Regions from separate parts of the Sus scrofa genome. Here region 1 is linked to region 2. A link is a contact called in public Hi-C data. All regions are on one chromosome and are shown on one strand. The core of a region is the stretch at or near the end of the contact, and the rest is flanking DNA. Distances in the headings are between cores, read along the strand shown. Region 1 has its middle 7.2 kb from the start of MIR365-1. Region 2 has its middle 89 kb from the start of MIR365-1.

What was found. A called contact is a pair of places that touch in the nucleus more often than the background predicts.
Region 1: a contact with region 2 is called in a Hi-C map of skeletal muscle, with 2.0 times the contacts expected there. The contact joins two enhancer-like sites. A contact is called at or near these places in 5 of 47 Hi-C or Micro-C datasets (epiblast stem cells, liver and skeletal muscle) and 1 of 2 datasets of contacts at active chromatin or transcription factors (skeletal muscle).

What each region holds. Positions count from the first base shown.
Region 1 is chr3:28,899,471-28,902,485 of Sscrofa11.1, reverse strand. No RefSeq gene overlaps it. Among named protein-coding and RNA genes, the nearest start is that of MIR365-1, 7.2 kb to the left of the region's middle. Within about 2 kb of position 1,740, at least 4 of the 83 cell types and tissues checked have an H3K27ac peak or open chromatin away from gene starts, as enhancers often do. A contact at or near this core is called in skeletal muscle, where this site is marked.
Region 2 is chr3:28,817,971-28,821,295 of Sscrofa11.1, reverse strand. No RefSeq gene overlaps it. Among named protein-coding and RNA genes, the nearest start is that of MIR365-1, 89 kb to the left of the region's middle. Within about 2 kb of position 1,580, at least 1 of the 83 cell types and tissues checked has an H3K27ac peak or open chromatin away from gene starts, as enhancers often do. A contact at or near this core is called in skeletal muscle, where this site is marked.

The DNA of each region.
Region 1 (3,015 bases), core at 491-2,990, 81 kb before region 2:
GAGGGTGGAAGACAGATTTCCCCAAAGGCAGGAGTCTGGAGCCTAAGGATTCCTGGCAGGATGAGGGGAGGAGTGGGGAAGGCATGACTTTTTTTTTCCCCCAACAGTTTTATTGAGATATAATTCACTTACCATCTCATTCACCCATCTCAAGTGCCCAGCTCTGTGTCTTTGAGTATATTCACGGGTCCACCTTTGGCCTCTCTTGTTTCATCGGCCTTCCCTCCTCCTTCATTGTTTCCCACTGAGTAGCTTTGAGCCAGTTCATACACTGGACTTGATGCTGTTAACTTAGCTCGAAGGCCAAAATTTTCCTTCATCCGAAAGCTTCAGTCCAAGTCTATACGCACATGAACTCCATGGATGGGCTTTAGGGACAGTGGAGGAATTGGGGCAGAGTCTCGAGTGGGTCAGCGTGGGGTGGGAAAGGAAAGCTCCTGAATCAAGCAGGTCTAGCTACCTGATTTGCAGAATGAAAATGTGCAGCCCTTTGTTCAACAATGACTAAGTACAACCACCATGGAAGACAGTATGGAGGTTCCTCAGAAAAGTAAATATAGAACTACCACATGATCCAGCAATCCTACTCCTGGGCATAAATCTGGACAGACTTTCATTCAAAAAGATACATTGCACCTGTGTGTTCATAGCAGCACTATTGACAAGAGCTAAGACTTGGAAACCCCTACATGTCCATCAACAGATGAATGGATTAAGATGTGGTACACGTATATAATGGAATACTACTCAGCCATAAAAAGAGTGAAATAATGCCATTTATAGCAACGTGAATGCAACTAGAGAGTCTCATACTAAGTGAAGCAGATCATAAAGAGAAAGACAAATACCACATGATATCAGTAATATGTGAAATATAAAATATGGCACAAACGAACCTATCTACAAAACGGAAACAGACTCACAGACGTCAAGAACAGACTTGCGGTTGCAGTGGTGGGTGGTAGGGAGTAGGACAGACTGGGAATTGGGAGTTAGTAGATGCAAACTATGACATTTAGACTGGATTAAGCAGTGCGGCCCTACTATATAGCACAGGGAACTATAGCCAATCTCCTGGGTTAGCCCATGATGGAAGATAATGTAAGAAAGGGAATGTGTGTGTGTGTGTGTGTGTGTGTGTGTGTGTAAACAAATGAATGGGTCGCTTTGCTGTACAGCAGAAACTGGCACAACATTATAAATCAACTATAATTTTAAAAAATTAAAGTTAAATTTAGAAAAATCATTTATGCCTAACTCATCCAAAAAAAGAAAGAGAGAAATTACTAAGAAGTTCAGGATGACAACAGTAGAGCATTAAAATCAAAGTAGACCCTCTACAACTGTACAGGTCATGTGCCCACGAGGCCAGCAAAAGGGCACCTAAGCAGAACGGATTCATTGGATGCAGGAATTCAGAACCTTGGGTGACTAGGAGAGACACAAACGCCCTTCACCCCCATTCCCTGGAAAGGTTCCAAGGAAAGTTGGGTCTCCCATGGCATGTGGGACCAAGTTCAAGCCCATTCCATTTGAATCTCCAAAAATAAGATGACCCCAGCTGACATGTGGGTTATAAGTACTTTAAAAAAAAAAAAAATAGCCATTTGTCTTAAGCCTTCTTCCCTAAGCGCCTGCAGTTGTTTTATCTGGCCACTCCATTTTGTCCTAGACTGAGTGTACTCTGATCCCACAGCAAATGCCAGAGCTGCAGTCTTCAGAACAGAGGCCCGCTGGTCAGCAAACTATCCAGAACAGCAACAGGACCAGGAGTCCCATCAGAGGCAGGCGGTCAGGGCAGACGTTGGCAGCCTATCATGGCACCCAGTCCCTCCCAGTCCCTTCCAGCCCAAACAGAACTCCGTTATCGCCCTCAAAGAATAGTCTCCACCAACCCAATGAACCTGATTTCCTGGGCTTATCTAAGGCGCTCAACCCAAGAATCCACCCAGAGATTCAAGGCTTTGCAGTGTGTGTTGGGAGGACACTTGAGGATAGACTTAGACGAACAGAACTTTGTCATGAAGGGGAATCCAACATGACAGAGAAGAAGGGAGAATGTGGAAGAGAGAGACTGAGCGAACTGGTGACGACCTTGTGGTGCCTCCTGTTCTCTGTAGGATGTTCAATGAATGTGTGAATGTTCATTCATTCGTTCCTGGACCTACTATATAGAAAAGGGGCTGAGTACTGGGCCGGAGCAACGCAGTAACCAACAAGATAGACACGGTTCCTACCCTCGGGGGCTGGAGAGGCCATCATAAACTAAAGAATTAAAAAACATTTTATATTTGATTAAATAATGTAATAACAATGGCAAAAACCCAACTACAACAAGTCTGAGTAAATCCTGCAGGCAGCGGTGGGGTTTATAGACAAGAGTGGATCTTAAAGCGAAGCCCGACTCACCATTGAGGCAATTCTCAGCAGAGTAAGCGTAGAAGCCGCACAGCCAGGAGAAGGCTCTGGCGGAGATAGGTGGCTCTCGGTTTGGCTTTTGTTTTTGTTCCTGCCAGCACTTTCTCTCCCACTTTTAGTAAAAGGCACGATGGCCCGTGGGAATACCGCCAAAGACAATCGCTCACAATACCCAAGCCTCAGCTACCGTCATTGATCCAGGTGGGGGTGTCATGACTCACAAGGACCAATCACAGCAGCCCACTTCTGAACTTGGCCGCAGTGATTGGTCCAGGTTTGGGCATGTGACCAAACGGAGCCAATCCAGGATTGTCCAAACTGGAGCAGGTGGGAAGCTTGCTTTTCGCACCCGATCTCCAGCCTCCGCCTCGCAGCTGATTGAGGCCAGTCTGGAGGGTGGGAGAGATCAGGGGCGGGATAGGGGACAGGGGAGGACGAGAGCACGCTCTGTGTTCTGTCTCTGTATCCAAGAGCATTATCAGCGTCTCTCCTTCATCATAGCTCCCCTAATAGTGGATCTCACATCAACTCTGTATGGTCCAAAGCGTTCTGATTCGGGACTTGGGAACTGTTTGCCTCTTCATGTATTGTGTGAAG
Region 2 (3,325 bases), core at 331-2,830:
TCAGTATCACTGAGCAACTTTTCCAAGGTCATTGCTTTGACTTTGTAGCAGGTACTGTACTAGGAAAAGCTGGTTCCTGCTTAGTGGGAGATAAAGGACAATTACGGTGTTGAGGGACAAGGCCAGCTGGAGCATTCCAGTCCCCAAGCACACGCAGGAAGGTGAGCTCAGAGGGGAAAGTCGAGGATGCTGGAGTTCCCGTTGTGGCCCAGTGGGTTAAGGACCCAACATAGTGTCCATGAGGATGCAGGTTCCACCCCGGGCCTTGCTCAGTGGGTCAAGGATCCAGCGTTGCCGTGAGCTGTGGTGTAGGTCACAGATGCAGCTTGGATCCACGTTTCTATGGCTGTGGTGTAGGCCGGCAGGTGCAGCTCCGATTCGACCCTTAGCCTGGGAACCTCTATAGTATGCTGCAGGTGTGACCCTAAAAAGCCAAATAAATAAATAAATGAATACAATAAATAAAACAGCTGAATTCATTGAAACAGGGTAGAGACGTGGTTAGCAGGGGCTGGGAGGTGGGAAAATGAGTCGCTGGTCAAGGGTCATGCTATCAGGTATAAGATGAAGTTCTGGGAATCAAATACACAGCAGGGGGAGTCTAGTTAATCACACTGTATTGTACACTGAAAGTTGCTGAGAGTAAATGTCTCACCCCAAAGAAGAAATGGTAACCATGTGACGAGCTGCAGGTGTTAGCGCCCCCCATGGCGGGAATCGTTTTGCCATGTAAGTGTATCAAATCAACAGGGCGGCCACCTGAATTTTCCACAATGTTACGTGTCAGGTATATTTCAATAATGCAAGGGCTTTTTACCATAAAAACTTTTGTAAGGATTGTGACATTTTAAAAGGCCACGTTTGTGGAGTAAAACTCATTCATATAACTAATGCTAGGGGAGCCCACGGGCAAGGCTTGCTGGCCACCCCCCAGCCCAGCCTCTGGACCTCCCATCTGCTCTTAAACACACGCAAAGCACCTGGAAGGATCCCTGGCTCACCTTGCAGCCGCATCAGTGCCTGCCCTTATTATCACAGTTACGATTCCGTCTAGCGCTTTACAAGCTTCAGGTGAGACGTGCTAGTTTGCTAAAACACCAGCAGCTCCTCCTGGCATGAATAACCTCTTAGAGTGCTGAGCATGTGACAGGAAAAAAAAAAAAATCAACACATTTTCTTCTAAATGCATAAGGATAAAACTGCAAAGATGCACTACTCAGGCCCAGGCCTGGCCCATCACTAACCTCACTCCGCAGGCCCCTCACCTGATGAGCAAACAGCCCGCTCTTGCCACTACCTCCTGCGCATCGCTGCCTTCAGTAACCACAGGCAGTGTCTTCCTGTTCCCTCCTGGAGTCCCCAAGCTGGTACCCTCCCCAAGAAACTTCTCCAGTTTCCTGGGCTTCCCTCCAGCTTCACACAGTGAATCCTGTGACCCACCCCATGAACAAAGGTGAGCCCACCACATTTTCCCCGACCTGGAGTGCGGCATCCAGCCCGAGACAGCCGTCCATGCACACCCCGGCTACCCTCCAGGCGAGGCCGACTCTTCTCTCTCAAAGACATGAGAGGCAAATATTCGTGGGTCAGTGCCAACACACGATCGCCAGCAAGACTGCGAGCCAGGCACACACAGAGCCATGTGCAGAGAGGGAAGCTGTTTCCAGGGACTCCCGCTGCAGGCTGGGTCCCGCACAGACACAGCGGGACCAGGGGCCTTTGTGCGTGCACGTTTAGCTCCAGGATTACAAGGCCACCCTTTAAGGTCTGAAAAGCAAGAAGGGAATTACCACCAGCTAGGTACAGGAATTCCCACTGTAGTTCAGCAGATTAAGGAACCGACGTAGTCTCCGTAAGGATGAGGGTTCTATCCCTGGACTCGCTCACTAGGTTAAGGATCTGGCGTTACCGCAAGCTGCAGTGACATTCACAGATGCGGCTCAGATCTGGCGTTGCTGTGGCTTCGGTGTAGGCTAGCAGCTGTAGCTCCGATTCAACCCCTAGTCTGGGAACTTCCATGTGCTGCAGGTGCAGCCCTAAAAGGAAAAAAATACATACATACATATGTACATACTGATGCCAGGGTCACAAAACCCCAATGGGAATGCTTCCTGTGGATGCCACCACCCGCAAAAGGCCCACAGTTAGCAAGCGGCAAACTCTATCTTTTGAGCACATCAAATTCCTAATAGAGGCAATAATGGCAGAGAGCAGAGCAAAGAAAATCACCCACGTTCCAGTCCTAACTGTCGCTGAGCTGAACGGACATCAATGACTCATCAGAAATGTTTTTTTTTGGGGGGGGGGTGTTTAGGGCTGCACCTGCGGCATCTGGAAGTGCCCAGGCTAGGGGTTGAAGAGGAGCTATAATAGCCGCCAGCCTACACCACAGCCACAGCAACACCAGATCCAAGCCTCGTCTGTCACCTACACCACAGCTCACGGCAACACCAGATCCTTAATCCACTGAGAGAGGCCAGGGATCAAACCTGCATCTCATGGATACTAGTTGGGTTCATGACCACTGAGCCACAGCGGGAGCTCCAGGGAGACAATTCTTGCTCAGTTAAGTGCACATATCACCGTGGGACTCAGAGGAACACTCAATCTTTCTCCCAGCTGCTCTCAAGAGAAACAGGCTCTTGGGGAACCACAAGGACTTCAGGTCTCTCTTTGACAGACAAGAGGAATCATCTCCAATCGCCTCAAGGGAAACCAGCAAGAAACACGAGAGGCACTCACTCAAAACACCTCACCCACCTGACCTCCGCTCCTCAAGGGGGGAGAAAATTGGATGGAAGGCGTGCCATCGTTTTACAGGCAACGCTCTAAATGCTCCAAATCCTGGGTTCTGCCTCAGCACCAGTGGTGCAGGAAGAAGGTGGAGCAGAGACTGGGGATCTCTTTTGGGTGGGAGGGTCCAGCTCCCACCTCTGCCTAGAGGCTGGGGGATCTCAAGCAAGTGTGTGGTTCATGCCGTAACTGGTGTGGGAGGGACTGGATGTGAGGGGCTCTTAGCCCTTTTCCTCTAAAATCTCACTGTTTGATGGACCCACCAGTTGGCTTGGGGTTTTGCAGGATTGGATTTGGGGAGGGTTCTGAACTGTAAAAGGGGAGAGGGAGCCTGGGAAAGTCACACATGAAACACAGTGCAGTTGTGTCTCCTAAAACAGCTTGGTGAGACGCCTGGAAGATAGACCCTGGATGGTGCCCTTTGCTACCCACCTCTCTTCGCACAGGCACTTCCTGGATGCTGGTGGACGGCAGGTGGGCACTTTGCAGACTTACTTCATGCCATCCTTGCAACAGTCCTGTGAGGGAGGTA